Linked DNA regions of Mus musculus: all the other regions are linked to region 2. A link is a contact called in public Hi-C and HiChIP or PLAC-seq data. All regions are on one chromosome and are shown on one strand. The core of a region is the stretch at or near the end of the contact, and the rest is flanking DNA. Distances in the headings are between cores, read along the strand shown.

Region 1 (3,523 bases), core at 186-2,685, 100 kb before region 2:
AGCATTTAACCAACATCATCTTCTAAGTCCTTCCCACGGAAAGGAGAAAGTACACAAGGATGGCTTTTCATCACCTCCAGTCCTGGGTCAGAGAGAGACTCTATGTGTAACCATGTCTCCCTCCTGAATCCCATCTGTGCAAAACAAGCCAAGTTTCAACGTAAAGACTAGCTGCTAGCCCGACAGACTTCTGAGCAGAATGGAAACCGCACAAGGAAGCATAATCAGGCCTCAACGTGCTGTGACTAAACTAAACATCTTGAGTCCCGTGTGCCTTGCCACAGGGAAATCAGGCTTCTTGGTTAAAACGAAAGCCGCAGGGGTTTGCCAGTTCCCGCAGCCCTTAGAATCTGCACTGTTGGTCCCGACCGGCTGGTCGCAACCTCTTTTACATGTTTCTTCTCAACTAGAATGCTACCACCTCTGTGAAGCTTGCTGCTGCATTCCAGGGGCAGCTCTCCACCCCACACCCAACCTTGCTCCCACCCCACAGTCACCCCCCGTGATAGGTCTGCCACCCCTGGCGCCGATCCTTCATGCCTTTGATTCCCTGTGTGTATAGCGCTGTTCTTTGGGCTGTTTCACCCGATCGATTGCCTGAAGATCAAACATTGTACCTTTATTCTTTTTTTTTTCTTTTCCATTTTTTATTAGGTATTTAGCTCATTTACATTTCCAATGCTATACCAAAAGTCCCCCATACCCACCCACCCCGACTCCCCTACCCACCCACTCCCCCTTTTTGGCCCTGGCGTTCCCCTGTACTGGGGCATATAAAGTTTGCGTGTCCAATGGGCCTCTCTTTCCAGTGATGGCCGACTAGGCCATCTTTTGATACATATGAAGCTAGAGTCAAGAGCTCCAGGGTACTGGTTAGTTCATAATGTTGTTCCACCTATAGGGTTGCAGATCCCTTTAGCTCCTTGGGTACTTTCTCTAGCTCCTCCATTGGGAGCCCTTGTGATCCATCCATTAGCTGACTGTGAGCATCCACTTCTGTGTTTGCTAGGCCCCGGCATAGTCTCACAAGAGACAGCTACATCTGGGTCCACCTTTATTCTTAATAATGGACAAATACCTTGAGATGACATCAGCACGGATGTCTGCAGTGATCAACGGTGGCATAGAATGGGTGCTCAACAGATGTTTCCCACTGACTTGCTTCTCTCAGTCAGTAAACACAGCCCAAAGCCCCTGGTTCCTACGCAGCTTTTCCTAGGGTAAGCAAATGAGCGCACACTCCACCTCTGCCTCTGCCTCAGAGGCAGGTAGGTATTTTGTCCTCTAGTGGCTTAAGTCTCCTGGGACACTTTCTTATTTTTATTTATATCCTCTAAAATGCCTGTGACACTGGTCATGTGTTTGGGTAGAGTAAATAACCTGGTTTATCAAATGAGATTGATAGATTGAAATTTCACCTCTGGGGCAGCCGCAGGAAGCAGGTGTTCCGCCATCTGTTTCCTCTTGAGGAGACTGAGGTTGCCAAGAGGTTGTCTACTGAGCGATGCAGCGGTCTCCAGGAGGACTTTATGCTAACCGCTTGCCAAGTGCAAAGCTTCCGTCTTTGCTTGCTTTTTCTTTTCTTCTTCTTCTTCTTTCTTCTTCTTCTTCTTCTTCTTCTTCTTCTTCTTCTTCTTCTTCTTCTTCTTCTTCTTCTTCTTCTTCTTCTTCTTCTCCTTCTTCTCCTTCTCCTCCTCCTCCTCTTCCTCCTCCTCCTCCTTCTTCTTCTCCTCCTCCTCCTTCTTCTTCTCCTCCTCCTCCTCCTCCTCCTTCTTCTTCTTCTTTTTTTTTTGGGGGGGGGGAATGGTGTCAGCAATCAGCATCAAGCCTAGAAGGATAAACCCCACAGGTGGGCAGCCCAGCGAAGTCCAACCTCTTGCTTTTCTGATCCTCAGCATAGCCTGCAAGGTCTTGTTTATCCCCCGCCTATCCAGAGCCAGCCTAGCATTGAATGCAGAGTAGCTGCTCAGAAAGTATTTCTTTGATAAATGAGGTTGCTCATAAGGAGTCAAAGACAAAGAAATGTCTCCAAACCCTGTAACTTTATGCTGTCCATGGTTTCAAAGCCACACAGTCTAGAGGACAGTTGAAGAAGAATTCACATATCTAGGTAAAATTCTACAACTGAAAGAGTGCTTTGTTCCATAGGTATTTACATTTTAATTATTTTATTATTTAGCATTAATTGAGCCCTTAATGGAAACAGTTGCTTTAAAGGCTATTGTCTCTAATCTCCTTCTCCTTCTTCTCCTTCTTCTCTTTGCTTGTAGTTGTTTTTTCAAGACAGAGTTTCTCTGCATCTTGAAAGTACTGTCCTGGAGCTCACCCTATAGATCAGGTTGATCTCGAAATCTGCTCGCCTTTGCCTCCTGAGTGATGGGTCTAAAGGTGTGCACCACCACTGCCTGACTCTGCTCCGCCCCTTGAGATATAGCATCATGTAGCCCAGGCTGGCCTTAAACTCCTAATCCTTCAGCCTCCAATCCTGAGGGGTTGTGGCTACAGGTGCCTCGCCTGGCATGACTAATCTTTCATAAAACAAGATTATTGCTGTGTGTTCATTGTACAAAGTAATAGGCTTCGTTATGACATTTTACACATACTTAGGATGTTTTTATTGCATTTATTCACATTCATTCATTACCCTTATTGCCTCTCCTTCCCGCTCCTGCTGGTACTTTTCTTCTCCTGCTTCTGCTTTCAGGTCTTGATTTTTTTTTTTAATCCAGATGAGAGAGAGAACATGTAGGTTCTGTTATCCCACATCTGGCTTGTTTCATTTAACAGGGTGATTTCCAGTTCCATTCCCTGCACATGATCTAGCTTTGTACTTCTTCATGGATAAGTATTTTATCATGTATAGATATCTATCTCACCTTCTCTATCCATTTTACCTGTCAATGGACACCTAGGCTGATTTTCTGATTTGGCTATTGTGAACAAAGTCATCTTAAAAACAGTGAGCAGAGCTGGGCGTGGTGGCGCACGCCTTTAATCCCAGCACTCTTGAGGCAGAGGCAGGCGGATTTCTGAGTTCGAAGCCAACCTGGTCTACAAAGTGAGTTCCAGGACATCCAGGGCTACACAGAGAAACCCTGTCTTGAAAAACCAAAAACAAACAAACAAACAGTGAGCAGACAGGTCTGTTGTTTGATGTGTCATGTTCTATGTTAACATCAAATCTTGAGATGTTACTATAACAATATTTTTATCGATCTTGTAGATGGATAAAAGCAAACTCAAATGGGCTAAGTGATTTTCCTAAAGCCATAGATTATACTGGAACACACACACACACACACACACACACACACACACTCATGTGAGCTTCAAAGACAATTTCTCTGGCACCGAGAATAGTGTTTGGCATATAGCAACACTAAATAAATATTTGTTGAACAATGATCCAGAACTGTCTGACTCCAAACAGTTTCCATGATGTCACCCACTACTCTGCAAAATGGCCTTTTAAAGTATCAGAGAAAGCAGAACACCTGTGGGGTTGTTGCTCAGGAAAGAGAAT
Region 2 (3,456 bases), core at 257-2,756:
AAAACCTTTGACCTACAATCTGTACTGTTTGCAAGATGTGCTGGGATAAATAAAGGTGGTGCAGAACTTGTGGGAGTGGCCAACCAATGACTGATCTAACTTGAGACCCACACCAGGAGAGAGCCCACACTTGACGTGACACTGCCTGGAGTGGGAGGAGCCAGAGGCTAGACAGCCCAGAGACCTAGGGTAGAACCAAGCACAACTGGCAAATAAAAAATAAAAAATTAATAAACAAAAACAGAAAAAAAAGAGAGACAGAGACAGGGACAGAGAGGGGAGGGAGGGAAGGAAGGAAGGAAGGAGTCAATGAAATGATTCTTAATGATACTCTGCTATACTTGTTAGATTGCATAATCAAGAGAGGCTCCATCCAGCTGATAGGAGAAGACGCAGAGACCCACAGCCAAACATTAGTTGGAGCTCAGGAATCCTGCAGAAGAGGAGGAGGAAGGATTGTAGGAGCCAGAGGTGTCAAGGACACAAGAAAACAGTCCACAGAATCCACTAATCAAGACTCACAGGCCTGACTCATATACACTAAAGCAACAATCAGAAAGCCTGTAAGGTCTGACTTAGGTCCTCTGCATATGTAGCTTGGTGTTCTTGTGGGACTCCTAAGAGCGGGAGTGGGAGCTGTCTCTGACTCTTTTTGCCTGCTTCTGAGAGCCTTTTCCTCCTATTGGGTTGCCTTGTCCAGCTTTAATATGAGGGGAGGTACCGAGTCTTACTGCAGCTTCTTATGCCTTCTTCTGTTGATATCCCTGGGAAGCCTGCTCTTTCCTGAAGGGAAATGGAAGAGGAGTAGATCTGGGGAGGAGGGGAGGTGGCAGGGGAGCTGGGAGGAGAGGATGGGGGAGAAACTGTGGTCAGGATGTAATTAATATATGAGAGGAGAATTGTTTTTTGTTTTTTTTTTTTTAAGAATGTGCTCATGAGGTTTCAAATGGGTCAGGAACTAGAATGGCAAGAGAACACTCATGTTTCATACAGATGGACTTGGCCTTAGCAGAGCATGATATAAATTCAAGCTGAAAGGCAATTATGAGTACAGAAAACTAAGAAGGCGATGAGAAGCTATGTCCCCTGGATCCCGTAGATGGATTGTCACTGGAACCAGTCCTGCCTCTGTCTCCTCACCCCATTGAGCCAACACATTCCCACAGTTATTTAAATCAGCTTCATCTTTCTGTTATCTCTCACTCCCATTTGATACAAAGTCTCACTATGAAACTCAGGCTGGTCAGAAGACCCTGCACTCTGTCTCAATCTCTGAAAGCTGGGGATGTAGTTCAGTGGTGGGGCATTTATCCAGCACGTTCAAGGTCAAATTCGTTCCCCAGCACTGAAAATAAGTAAACAAGCGATAAAGGAACACGTGAAAGAGGCGCACGTGGTTGATAGACTTGATGTGGTGGCAGCCCAGGTTTAACAGAAATAAGGGGCCGAAACAGACAGGAGGAACTGTTTAGTAACTGAGCCTTCTAAATTGGCTACCCTGTGTCTCCTAGTAACAAAAGCAGTAACACTAACAGTGAGAGGGACATGCTGTTTTGAGTGAGAGATTCTTAACCATAGCTAAGACCACAAAGCCACAAACACCTATGAAAAGGAAACACTTGGGCAGGGAGAAAAGCTCAAAGCTGGGCTCCCATTCACCACCTTACTTCCCTCTTCTGCAAGGCAGCCGGCGGTAAAGTTTCCCCACTGGCACGCCTTCTCAAGTAGGTTTTGTCAAACAAGGGTTCCATGATGATGTCGCTGGGTTTTTATTATGATAATAATCTGAAAGCCAAATCAACACGAGCACACGTGTAACCGCTGCTTGGTTTCAGCGCCTGTGTTTGCATTTATGATCTTGTCGGCAACAAGCAGCACAGATGTAATATGTAAATGATGCATCTGAGAACACAGTGCACTGTAAAAAGATTCCGCAGTACTCTGAACAGAGAAAGGCGGTGAGGGAATTGAGCAGACACACAGCACACAACAGCACAGATGGGCCAGGGTCAAAAGAACCTGTGTGGTGATGGCCATGGCCTTGTTTATAATGAGAGCTGCAATTTAGCTTCCCTGGAAAAACAGCAGTCACAGTATAATGCTGTTAGTTTGAGTTTTATTGGTTTTGTCGTAGTGTTTGTACTTATTCCAGTTTTATGGCTGAATAGGCGCTCTGTGCACAAAGAGCACATACCTAGATTTGTGTTCACAGACAACATAGTAAACACATTTTACGTCAACCCAGGAAGCTGAGAATGTTTTGGTTTTTTGGTTTTTGGTCTTTTTTTTCTTGTAACAGTCCCTTACTTCTCAGCATTGAGGAATAAATATGGTGTCAGGAGATTCTGTTCCAGAAGGTTCTACTCTTAGTTCTCCTTAGCAGTCAACTACTCCAAGTTGGGCAGGAGCACGGGAGGACTCTTGGGAAGTGGTGCTTGATGTGGTGAAGAGTGTGGGTTGAGCTGCATCTGGGGTCTGTCACTGTCACTCCACAACTTCCGGCATGATACTTTGATCATTTTGATTTTCTTTAATAAATGTGGCCAATATGGTGTTTTCAAAATACAGGAGGCTTCCAGGAGGGATAGGCATAGTGCTGGGTTCGTGGCAGGCGTCTGATGCTAGCCAAATGTCACCATGGCTAGCGTCAGTTTGGCTCTCCTTAGAATGTCCACAGGGCTCTGTGGCTATCGAACCAAGCTCTTCACCAGGAAGCTTCTTAGCTTAAAGAGCTCTATGGAGTCCCAACTTCCCAAGCCAGCAACACACTGGGCTGGGAAAGAATGCTAAAGCTGATGACAGGATCAGCCCCACTACTTACTGTACTGAAGCCTAGAGGTTCACGTGTAAAATGGAGTTCGTTCTTTTTAAAACAATTTTGTTTAGAGTGCACACACTCATGAGAGAGAGAATATGAATGTATATATACATATATATGTATATATATGTGTGTGTGTGTGTGTGTATGTATAAATACACACACACACATAGAGAGAGCTCAGAAGGAAACTTGAGGAAGTTCTCTCTTACCGTGTGGGTTCCAGAAACTGAACCAAGATCATTAGGTTTGGTTCAAACACCTTTTCCTTCCAGCCACCCCACCAGAACATTTTTAAAGGATGCCCCTTAATGCTTGAAGAAGAGAAAGAAACACAATAAAATTAATGAATAATTAATCCCTACCAACCCCTGCGAGTAATTCGGTGTTGAAGGGCTCAGTTGGGACAAGTCAAACTGACAGTAATACCAAGTCTCTTGCTGCAACAGTGCGGGCAGAAACAGAGGGAGGACGCAGCTGCTTGTGTTCCGGTTCCCCTGAGGAACAGCACCGGGTGAAGACCAGGTGGGTCTCGCATAGATGAGAAAATAGTTAAGGAGCCTGGAAAAATAAAGGCCTATTATAGTCGGCTGAAGCTGGTGGGAGGGGAGGGGCAGAACTGAATAATACAGAGGAGG
Region 3 (3,518 bases), core at 368-2,867, 68 kb before region 2:
CAGCAGGATCACTGCCCTGTGCTGAGGCTACCCTGGCTATGAGTCAGATCTGAAGGCCAGGGTTGCAGGATCTCTGCTCTGTGCTGAGGCTAGTCTGCACCATGAATCAGGTCTAAAGGCCAGGGTTGCAGGATCTCTGCTCTGTGCTGAGGCTAGCCGGGGCTGTGAGTTAGATTGTTTCAAACAAGCAAACAAATAAGGAGGGAAAAACTTTTGGATCTCTATTTTCCCAGACCACTGCTTTCAGAGGACTATGCATTTCTTCCCACTGATTTATTTCCTCATCTGTTCTTTCTGAGATCAGGGCTTACAGAGACCACACCTTGAGAGGGCTGCTTCTTCAGGTCTCTATTTAAACCTTCAGAACCCCAAAGACTGAACCTGGGGGGAGTCCCCTTGATCTCTCTGTCCATCTTTTCAATGTGTCCACACTGAATAAGTCTCCTTTTCTATTTTCTACTTTAGTCTGGCTCTTTTAATTGGCTTACTGAAGATGGGTAACCAGACCTGACTTGGGGCACAAGTTGTGAACCCAAACTTCGATAACATATAATGAAAGCATTCAGTAAACACTATATAATGGGGGACTTGTTTTAGGGACTCTGTTTTTTTACAATGGGCAATTAGCAAGCCAACATATTTTCTTTCTGAAGCAAGGGAAACAAATACATTTCGAGTGGTTAAGGAGGATTTTATTGAATAAATGCTTTAGTTTAGCAGTGATAAAATACCCTGACAGTGAGGCTGGCAAGATGGCTCAGGGGTTAAGACTGGCTGCTCTTCCAGAAGAAGACACCCAGTCCCCACATGACAGCTCTGTTGTATAGTGGTTTCCTTCCAGATTGAAACAGTCTAGCTCTCAAAGTTAAGACAAAAAGTAAATAACTCAGAATAGCTGCAGGAAGTCCCTAAAATTGACTAAATTCACTAGGCCCCTCCTTCCCCAGAATAAATAGTAAACACCACTTCCAGACAAGTCAAGATGCCAAGAAGCAGAGACCAGCCGAGCTACTGGAAGAGGCTTAGAACTGAGGCACCTGGAAAGGGCACTCTCCAATCAGCCTGCAGGCTGTGCAGTGGGCTCCTGGTTCCCAGTTTTTGTGAGCTGTCACCCATGCTGGGGTTGACTTTGGTGATGCAGCTGTCTTTGAGTCATTTCTACTCCTGTAAGCAACCCCTCATCCATATTCCTGTAAATGACCCTAATAAAACTCACTGGTTCACTAAATTGAACTTTAGTGGTATCCATCCTTTGTTCTGTCATGGACTCCCTACTGTGGGCGAGTAGACAAGTGTATATTGCCTCTTCTCAGGAAAAGTCTGTCATACAACAGGCTCACAAACACCTATAACTCAGGTAGGGATCCGATGCTCTCTGCAGGCAGAGATACCAATGGCCTCTGCAGGTACTAGGCATGTACGTGGTGCCCAGACATGCATTCAGGCAAACCCCATGCACATAAAAACAAAACAAAACAAAACAAAACAAAACAAAACTCCAACAAAAGCAACTTTTGGAAGAAAAGGTTTATTTTAGCTCACAACTCCAAGCTACAGTCCACCCAGTTACAGCAGGAAGTCAAGGAGGCAGGAGCTTGAAGCAGCTGGTTACACCCATGGTCAGGAGAAGAGCGAGCATGAATACTGGTGTGCCAGTGCTCAGCTCCCTTTTCCCACACTTACTTGGTTCAGGGTCCAACCTCCAGGGAATGGTACTGCCCACAGTAGACAAGTCTTCCCACATCAATTAATACAATCAAGACAATCTCACAGACAACTGACAATCTGAGACTCTTCCTGGGTGGTTCTAGAGTGTGTCAAGTTGACAATTAAAACTGGCCACCACAGCACAGACAGTGTCTCAAAGATGATCTGCATATCTAAGAATAGCCCGGAAGTGATGTTAACAAGGGTCACACTTCCCCATTTTTTGGAAAGAGAAACTAAGGTTGTATTTCAGACACTTGTGTGTGGTGGTGGTGGTGGTGGTGGTTGGTGAGTTTTGAGAGAAAATAGATAAGAACAGAACAAAACACAGTAACCCTTCATCCTGAGTTCCCCCAAGAACAAGGCACACTATGCCGCTGCTACTGGCTGACAGCAGAGGGCAGTTTGACTGCTTTACCATACTCAACAATAAAGTAGATCATTTTTCCACTTCTAAAACATGGACGGGTTACATTTCTCAAAACTATACGCTTCTTAATTCAAAGTCATACAATTCAAGGGAACATGGTTAGATGAAACAAAACCAAACATACATTTCAAGTTCTGGAAACCCAGAGGGTGGGAGACTCTTTCAAGTCACATCCTTGTTCTTAAAATGTCCTGAGAGCACTGACAGCAGACCAGCAGAGCTGCGGATGCTCTTCTGCTCATCTCTGGAAGAGAAGTCTTTGAACAGTATCAGGCCCTGGGTTCATACTTTAACATGACACATAGTTCGGTCCTGAGAATGCAGTGAATGCTAATTTCCACTCTGTGGAGTCCAGGGCGATGGTTTCTGGAATTTTCCTTGAATCCACACTCGGTGCATCTGCACTTGCTTTTTCCTGTTCACTTGCAAGCGATGATCAACCAGATTTTGCTTTTCGTGTAATCCAGCCTCGCAGAACATACGGCGGATTTCCCCTTTGAGACAAGAGTGGCAGTCAACGATATAGCATGTGGTGGGGGGGAGAGGGGTGAGACCCAATGGAACACCATGGAGGACTGCTCATCCGATTCTCTTATACCAAGAAGCAGAGAGCTGGGTGAAGGAAACCCACAACACCAGGTGGGGCCTCTTCATTCCCACATACACTGCGAGTACAGACAGGCTGACGGACGGACGGGTCAGCCTGATCAGGGTAAGTTACTGTGAGCCGAGCTGTGGCTACAGCTTTCCATACTTTGACATGTGCCTCCTTTCTGAGCCTTTGCTTAAAATCATCCAAGATCACATATTATAAAAGGCTCTATTAACTTTGGAGAAATCCCTGAACGCACGGTTCACCTGGTGCTGTCAAAAGTATTTACTAAAGACAAGAAATTGACTACTGAGATCGAATTTTCTATAGACCTTTAAAAATAAAATTCTTTCCTCTGGCTGTGGCATCTTATCAGTTTCTTTCATATTCAGGCTAACACTAACTCCCAAATTACACCCTGTACCTTCGCTCCAGGGTAAGAGCGAAACAACCGACTCTTTAAAGGCAGTTTTAACTGGAAAAATATTGAAGGGCAAAAGGCCATTGCATGCTTCTGTGTGGCACTATTGTGAGTACCGGGGCATGAAGACTTGTGTTAATCAGCACTGTGGCCTCGTGCTCACAGCTCCTGAGTGTGTCCCTGTGAGCAGACGCTTGAGGAGGGTTTTCACAGCTCACCGCCTACCCTAGGCGAGACTGATCAGCATACCTTTTGTAAAGAAATAAGCTCTGGTACCATCTCCTCGGACATAAAAATTTTCAGATAAACAACGCCCTAAAATATGACAAAAGAGAAGAACTTAATATCCCATTAAAAGACAATATAAA

What was found. A called contact is a pair of places that touch in the nucleus more often than the background predicts. HiChIP or PLAC-seq counts read pairs in DNA pulled down with a chosen protein or histone mark.
Region 1: an H3K27ac HiChIP or PLAC-seq map of regulatory T cell precursor shows a contact between it and region 2, with 3 times the contacts expected there. The contact joins two enhancer-like sites. A contact is called at or near these places in 1 of 15 datasets of contacts at CTCF or cohesin (thymocytes), 16 of 484 Hi-C or Micro-C datasets (CD4 T cells, CD8 T cells, DN3 thymocytes and 10 more) and 8 of 115 datasets of contacts at active chromatin or transcription factors (DN3 thymocytes, bone marrow-derived macrophages, double positive thymocytes and 5 more).
Region 3: a contact with region 2 is called in a Hi-C map of pre-pro-B cells, with 1.8 times the contacts expected there. The contact joins two enhancer-like sites. A contact is called at or near these places in 1 of 15 datasets of contacts at CTCF or cohesin (CD8 T cells), 22 of 484 Hi-C or Micro-C datasets (B cells, bone marrow, bone marrow-derived DN2 thymocytes and 14 more), 5 of 115 datasets of contacts at active chromatin or transcription factors (bone marrow-derived macrophages, embryonic stem cells and memory CD8 T cells) and 3 of 9 other capture datasets (adipose tissue, liver and pancreatic islet).

What each region holds. Positions count from the first base shown.
Region 1 is chr2:70,929,641-70,933,163 of GRCm38.p6, forward strand. All of the region lies in intron 1 of Gm39843 (a long non-coding RNA gene), which reads left to right. Among named protein-coding and RNA genes, the nearest start is that of Gm39843, 8.3 kb to the left of the region's middle. Within about 2 kb of position 1,436, at least 38 of the 459 cell types and tissues checked have an H3K27ac peak or open chromatin away from gene starts, as enhancers often do. A contact at or near this core is called in CD8 T cells, DN3 thymocytes, double positive thymocytes and 3 more, where this site is marked.
Region 2 is chr2:71,030,770-71,034,225 of GRCm38.p6, forward strand. The region is part of intron 1 of Mettl8 (methyltransferase like 8); the gene reads right to left. Among named protein-coding and RNA genes, the nearest start is that of Mettl8, 23 kb to the right of the region's middle. Within about 2 kb of position 1,507, at least 71 of the 459 cell types and tissues checked have an H3K27ac peak or open chromatin away from gene starts, as enhancers often do. A contact at or near this core is called in B cells, CD8 T cells, DN3 thymocytes and 9 more, where this site is marked.
Region 3 is chr2:70,963,049-70,966,566 of GRCm38.p6, forward strand. Mettl8 (methyltransferase like 8) reads right to left here. Exons shown (of 10, transcript NM_145524.3): 9 at 3,400-3,465; 10 at 1,513-2,631. The coding sequence ends at 2,468. Among named protein-coding and RNA genes, the nearest start is that of Gm39843, 42 kb to the left of the region's middle. Within about 2 kb of position 1,618, at least 96 of the 459 cell types and tissues checked have an H3K27ac peak or open chromatin away from gene starts, as enhancers often do. A contact at or near this core is called in B cells, CD8 T cells, bone marrow and 4 more, where this site is marked.